Regions from separate parts of the Mus musculus genome. Here region 2 is linked to region 1. The links are chromatin contacts, called in public HiChIP or PLAC-seq maps. All regions are on one chromosome and are shown on one strand. The core of a region is the stretch at or near the end of the contact, and the rest is flanking DNA. Distances in the headings are between cores, read along the strand shown. Region 1 holds the start of Cdkn2a (cyclin dependent kinase inhibitor 2A). Region 2 overlaps Gm12610 (predicted gene 12610).

Region 1 (3,304 bases), core at 289-2,788:
TACAGACCTCAAGAAGTTTACATAATTTACTTAAACCTGAGGAGAGAGAACAAAGCCTCAGAAAATTTACATAGTTTATTTAAACTAAACTCAGCTTGCTTGGTAGCAGCTTCTAATCCCAGCAGTTAAAGAGACAGAAGCAGGGCCAACCTGGGGTATAATATAAGGTGAGACTCTCCTTTCTTTCTCTCTGTCTCTGTCTGTCTCTGTCTCTGTGTGTGTGTGTGTGTGTGTGTGTGTGTGTGTGTGTCTCCTCTCTCTCTCTCTCTCTCTCTCTCTCTCTCTCTCTGTCTCTCTCTCCCTCCCCCTCCCTCCCTCTCCCCCTCCTCTCTCCCTCCCTCTCCCTCCCCCCCCCCCACACATTTGAATTCGTGGAGTTGGTAAATGAGGGGTCAGTTCTCTGTCTGTCTGTAGTTTTGTGTCCACAGGATATGACTGACATTCTCACCACACACATACAAAGTCAAAAATAGCTGTGGCCATATAAAGAATATGGGGAGAGAAAATTATTCAAAATCTGCAGAAAATAATGCCAGGCCTTTAATCCTGGCACCCAGGAGGCAGAAGGGAGACAGAGTTCTGAGTTTATGCTGAGTTCCAGGAGTGGAAGAAAGGGCCATTGCCTTTCTGGTGAGGACTGTCTTTTTAAATCCTCCCTTCTGTCCAGTACTGGTAACTCTGCCCAAAGCGTGTTCTTCTTCCTGCCTCACAAGATTGCAAAGACGTTTTTAACGAACAATTTAAACCGGTGCAACGTTTATGCGCAGCACACCAACTCATTTAAACAAACAACAGCCCCATAAAATAGAAATACTTTATAAGCAGATTGCCCTCCGATGACTTCACCCCGTCACTTTTTTATAGTTGTGTACAGAATCCTAGCACTGATACAGCAACATCAGAAATGTTTCTGCAAATCCTTCGCAAAGATTCGGATTTCATACTGGGCGTGGTACCCTCCAAAATGAGTTGTTTGAGCTAGGGTTGTTGGGATCTCAGCTTGGCGAAGTTGTAGCTCTTTCTTCTGAATAAAAGATGACACAATTTTCTGCTAAGATGTTAAATACCTTAAGTTTCAGTGTAGTGATGAAAATTACCCTCCTTCGTTTTTCTAATACCTGGGTGTTGCACTGGGGAGGAAGGAGAGATTTCGAGAAGGACTAGTTCACTTTCTCAGAAGACACGTGTGCACTTCTTTGCTGTGCGGGTCCAGAAGGAGCCCAGCGTGTCAAAGGGTGACCAGGCATGGGGGAGGGGTGTTAGCGTGGGTAGCAGGCGGGGGCTGTCCGATCCTTTAGCGCTGTTTCAACGCCCAGCTCTCCTCCTGAACCCTGCATCTCTTCTGTAGTCCGGGCTCCATCCCTTTCCCCTCCCCCATCCGGAGGTGGGGGGAACAGCAGTGTTTTCAGGGGTGTTCAATTCATGCTATATTCAGGGCAAATAGCGCCACCTATGGCGGGCTGTGGAGCCAGGTCAGGAGCAGAGTGTGGCTCCCCCCCCCCCCCACACCATCCTCAGAGGAAGGAAGGAGGGACCCACTGGTCACACGACTGGGCGATTGGGCGGGCACTGAATCTCCGCGAGGAAAGCGAACTCGAGGAGAGCCATCTGGAGCAGCATGGAGTCCGCTGCAGACAGACTGGCCAGGGCGGCGGCCCAGGGCCGTGTGCATGACGTGCGGGCACTGCTGGAAGCCGGGGTTTCGCCCAACGCCCCGAACTCTTTCGGTCGTACCCCGATTCAGGTAGGCAAGGAGTGTCCCATCTGCAGTCGGGTAACTTTTGTTCAGGAAGAGATAACATTTCAATTACCATTTGAAATGCATACCCCAGATATTTTTGTTTGTTTGTTTGTTTTTGTTGTTGCTGCTGCCCACCGGAGCCACCCATTAAACTAACTTGTTATAGTGAAACCATTTTGGCATCGAGTTTTCAGTGTCTTATTTTTGAGAAGTCTTGTTTCTCCCATCTACTGTCAGCTGATTAATTCTGGTCTTGCTTTTACCAGATTACTAAGTTTCAGCCTAAAAGGAGTCCTGGCCCTAGAAATGTCTGTAACTATCCTTTCTAACTCTAACAAAGAAAATTCCCGTGAAACAAATGTGCATTCCAGAGCCTGTGCATAATAAGCTGAAGAAAAAGAACATCGGTTTCAACTTGACTAAAAAGGCTGGAAGGTGCCTTCTGAAACTGCAACATAGACTATATTTTACACACTTTAAATCACAGAATAAAAATAAACAAACGAGTTTGGGACCTTGAGATCATTTGCAAGTCAAGCGTGGAAACCTCTTTGATTCTAGACAGGTTGGGTGGTTGTGCGAGATAAATGTGAACCTTTTAAAATAACGTGTCTATAGTTTGCAGTTTAACATTTGCAGTGTTACCAGTTGCTGAGAAGTTTGCCTTTGGAGTCCTAAAATATGTAAGAGAGGACCGTATTCATTGAATACAGAAAAGTTAAGAAAGTTGGGTAGATAGTTTTAACGGGGAAGGAGGAAGTTGGTTTGGTTTCAGAGCCATAACCCATTTGATGTTCAGGCAGAAATGCTGGGGGGGGGGGAGGAGAGGAGAGGAGAGGAGAGGAGAGGAGGAAGAGGAGGAGGAGGAGGAGGAGGAGAGAGGGGAGGGGAGGGGAGGGGAGATAAGCCTAGAAGAGAGAAGAGAAGAGAAGAGAAGAGAAGAGAAGAGAAGAGAAGAGAAGAGAAGAGAAGAGAAGAGAAGAGAAGAGAAGAGGAAAAATAAGCCAGGCTGGTTTTTTTGGGGGTGTTTGTTTGTTTGTTTTTTAATCCCAGAATCAAGAGACAGAGGCAAACTAATCTTTTCAGTTCTAGGTCAGCAGGGATGACATAGAGAAAACCCTGTATAGAAACACCTCCCCCCTAACAAAAGAAGAGTAGAAAGAAAATAACAAAACAAAAAAACCCAAGGTACTTTCTTAAAGGATTTAGTATTCATTTTATTTTTGCTATTTCAACTTTTCCATACCATAAAAGATGTGAGCATTTTTTTTCCTATCACAGGGTTTCCCCTTCTACCTTTATTATTTTTTTATTCTCCCCAACTCCCTCCCCAACCCTTCTACTTTCCCTCCCAGGTCCCTCCCTCCCTCCCCACTTGTGATTGCTTTCTTCAGATGTGAGCAATTTTTAAAACCAATTTTATGAGCAAGATGGAGGTCTTCAACACACAGTATTGTTACTTTCTCTTTTCTGTAGTTCCTTTACAGTTTTGCTGAAACCTAAGTTAGTTTTACTTTCTTCGGAGAATGATTCAGCAATACTAGTGCAATTATATTATCTTCA
Region 2 (3,304 bases), core at 474-2,973, 230 kb before region 1:
TCAAAGAGGGTTAAACCAAAGGCACACTGGACATGGTAGTATGCAACCTGTTTTATTTTTTTTTCTTGGCATATTCAAACAACACACCTCCCCATCTTCCAGGGTAGGCCCCACATCCTCCTATGCCACCCTGTACCTCCCATGCACTAGGAACAATGATGGCCACGTAGAGTATTTTCTTCCAGACGTAGGTAAAGAAACAAATGAAGAAATAATTACATGAGGAAAGAAAGGAAATGACAAATGAAGAGAGGAGATGCACTGTTTGGCCAATCGGTATTTATTCTATGACTACAACTTTTATGGTTATTTTGTGTATAGTCACATCTTGCAACTAACAATAAGCCTATGAAGTTTGACTCTGTACAATGACAATGCCTTGGCTAAATTTAGCCCCAGTAGTCAGATGAATTTAAAAAAACTTCCACACATATTGAAATATTTCTGAGTTGTTGAAGATTAAAAAAAAATCAGATTTTCAACTAAGGAACCTTGATAATGGGAAAATAGTCTTCCCCAGGGAAGGGCACACTAATTATCCAATAACCAATTATTGCTTATGTAACACGAAGTGGTCAGCCCTGAACGCATACGTACAAGTAATATTAATCAGGTTGAGCAGTTGTACATATATATTTAGGAATATATATGTGTGTGTGTGTGTGTGTGTGTGTGTGTGTGTGTGTGTGTACACACACCAATCATGAATAAAAAAGACATCATGAATCTGAGAAAGAGCAAGCAAGGGTTTATGGGAAGCTTTGAAGGAAGGAAAGGGAAGGGGGAAATGATGTAATTAATTATATTATAATCTCAAAAAATATAAGAACTAATTTTGCAGCATTAGGTTTGTAGGAGTTGCAAACAACTCATAATGAAAGATGAGAGATACTTTTGAAATGTTAAGAGAGAATTCTTGGGAAGTTAACACACATAAATAAGTGCGTAAATGAGCAAGAGAAAAAGCCAAAGCAGGTGGGCAGGTATAAACTGCTGGGGCTGGAACAGAAAAGAGACGAGAGAAGTTCCGGGGGGAAATGTGTCTATATGATGAAGTACCTCAGTTAGTCCTAGGAGGGCTCAGAATGAGGGGCCTGACCTGAGATGGCCTGCTCTTGAGAGAAAGCACTGATAATGTGTAGTAATCAATTGGCACATGCGCAGGAAGACAGGAAAAGAATGAAGAAAAAGAAAAACCTTGAGGGGCCAGCAAGGCCAGCTGGGGAAAACCAGCAAAAATACGGGCAGCAGAGTAGAAAGACAAATGTGTGGAGCCAGCGCTTTATGCCTCTAAGGCCATTTGCACTTAGCAGTCCTAACAAACCAAACGTGTTAATCATTTCCTTATGCTTCCCTGTGGATTTTACCACCTCCTTGCTTGCTGTCTGCTCACTGCAGGTGCTTACAAAACACTTGCCGATTGAAAGGGGGAGGGGGATGAGAGAAACTGATGGAGATTTTTTGTGCAGCTTAGGTGAACCCCTGTGCAGGCTTCTTTAAGGGACCCAGTAGACCTGTGTATTGTGTTGAGCTCATTTTGTAGTAGCCCAAGCAAAGAAATTCAGTAAGATTGGCTTCCCAGCCTGGACAAAGCTGACTGCTTAGCTTTCTCTGCAAGTGTAGTTGTTTGACTTATAAACAGATTGCCCTCTGCTTTGCTTCATGGTCTGCTGCACGGCAGAAGAAATGTCTGAGATTGCATTTCTGTTGTGACTCATCTCAACAAGGAACACTGCAAGACAGACACCAGACACCTCGCAATCCCCAGAAAAATGAGCAAGGAGCCCATCAGGCCATGGTACAGAGTAGAAATGCAGGAACTTCATAATGAGGCTGGTTTTTTTTTAAAAAAAAATTAATAAAATGAAAAAGAAGAAGGAGGGAAGAGAGGAGAGGAGGAGGATGAAGAAGGAGGAGAGGAGAAGAAGAGAAACACACCTAGCAGTGTAGAAGAGGGGGTAGTAAATGACAGGACAGTGTGGGTCCATTTCAGAGAACTTTTCTCTTAAAAGACTGTTTATAATGGCAATGTATATAAATTCTTTTTATTTTTTCTTTTTATTTTTCCTGGAGCAAGTTAAAAAGGTACCACTCTCTCCAAAGAGGGGTATTCCTAATTCGTCAACGTGATGGCATGTCGCATAACCTCAAAATACACCATTACTCATTTATGTGGTAGCATAAAAATTCACTCATTTATTGATCAAACCAAAAGGCTGCTTACTTTCTCCTCTCTTCATCTCTGATGAGCTATGTCATAGGATGTCTGCAAGCATCAAACAGGATTAGGCAAGATTAATTTGATCAGAATCAGGACAATATTCTAGCTACCCAAAGAAACCCTCTCAGGAGAAGGTCATCCAACAGGAAACAAAAACGGAAGCTTTGTAGAGTGATTTTCTTTTGAAAAATGAATGTGTATCTGAGAAAGTCAGGGAAATTCTGAGAGATCAGAAGTGACGAGAAATCACATAACCACAGAGCCATCCAAGGACCAGAATCAGCATTTGCCTTGTGGGTCTTTGTGATTCAGGAGGACCTAGGACTCCATGCCAATAAGTTGAAAAACAGCCCCGAAGCTGGGATTCCCAAAAGACAATGGTGTCAAAGGCACACTGAGCAACTCTCCCATGTCACCCTTGTAGCCAGTGTGTGAGAAAAGAAAATCTGCATCAGACACCTACAGGCAAAATCCTTCAACCAGAGAAATCAAAGGGCCTCGAACCACCATCTCTGTGAGGATCCAGTAATGAAAGTAAAGCTGAAATCCTAGTCTGAAAGATTACCAGGTTTTTGGTGCCATCATGCCCCTGACAGCAGTAAGTGACCAGCTCAAAGCAAAGGTCCTTACGTGGGCTCCATAGCCCCTTCCATTCACAGGATCTATAAAATGGAGTAGGGAAATGCTATGTATTTGTTTTTATAACTGGTGTCTCATAACTTAGTATTTCTGACTATTATGAGAAGAAAAAGCAGAAATTGTGGTCATTAGAATAATAACGAGCATTTTCTCTAATATGTCAGATATTTTCATATTATGACAACTGTTCTAATTACCACTAAACATCATTTGTGCTTATTAGGATTCTATTACTCATTTTAATCAGCTTAGGGCCTCTTGTTATTTTATGCATTTATTTTTTAAAAAATGTACATGGTCATCAGTCTTCATATCAGAGGCCTGCTTAGGAAATAGAGGCAGGAACTGCAAGTCTGAGACTAGCCTAGACTACAGAGTAAATTCAAGGCCAACCTGGGCAACTTAGTGAGACACTATCCTACAAAACAAAAAACAAAAAACAAA

What was found. HiChIP or PLAC-seq counts read pairs in DNA pulled down with a chosen protein or histone mark.
Region 2: an H3K4me3 HiChIP or PLAC-seq map of embryonic limb bud shows a contact between it and region 1, with 4 times the contacts expected there. The contact joins the enhancer-like site here to the promoter of Cdkn2a in region 1. A contact is called at or near these places in 5 of 39 promoter capture datasets (the C10 cell line, cranial neural crest, embryonic stem cells and 2 more), 3 of 484 Hi-C or Micro-C datasets (bone marrow-derived dendritic cells, bone marrow-derived macrophages and forebrain neurons), 16 of 115 datasets of contacts at active chromatin or transcription factors (acute myeloid leukemia, bone marrow-derived dendritic cells, craniofacial prominence and 12 more) and 4 of 9 other capture datasets (adipose tissue, liver, macrophages and 1 more).

Annotation. Positions count from the first base shown.
Region 1 is chr4:89,280,426-89,283,729 of GRCm38.p6, reverse strand. It overlaps Cdkn2a (cyclin dependent kinase inhibitor 2A), which reads left to right and starts at 1,538. Exons shown (of 3, transcript NM_001040654.1): 1 at 1,538-1,744. The coding sequence starts at 1,619.
Region 2 is chr4:89,506,665-89,509,968 of GRCm38.p6, reverse strand. All of the region lies in intron 7 of Gm12610 (predicted gene 12610), which reads right to left. Among named protein-coding and RNA genes, the nearest start is that of Dmrta1, 180 kb to the left of the region's middle. Within about 2 kb of position 1,723, at least 40 of the 459 cell types and tissues checked have an H3K27ac peak or open chromatin away from gene starts, as enhancers often do. A contact at or near this core is called in bone marrow-derived macrophages, embryonic limb bud, pancreatic islet and 1 more, where this site is marked.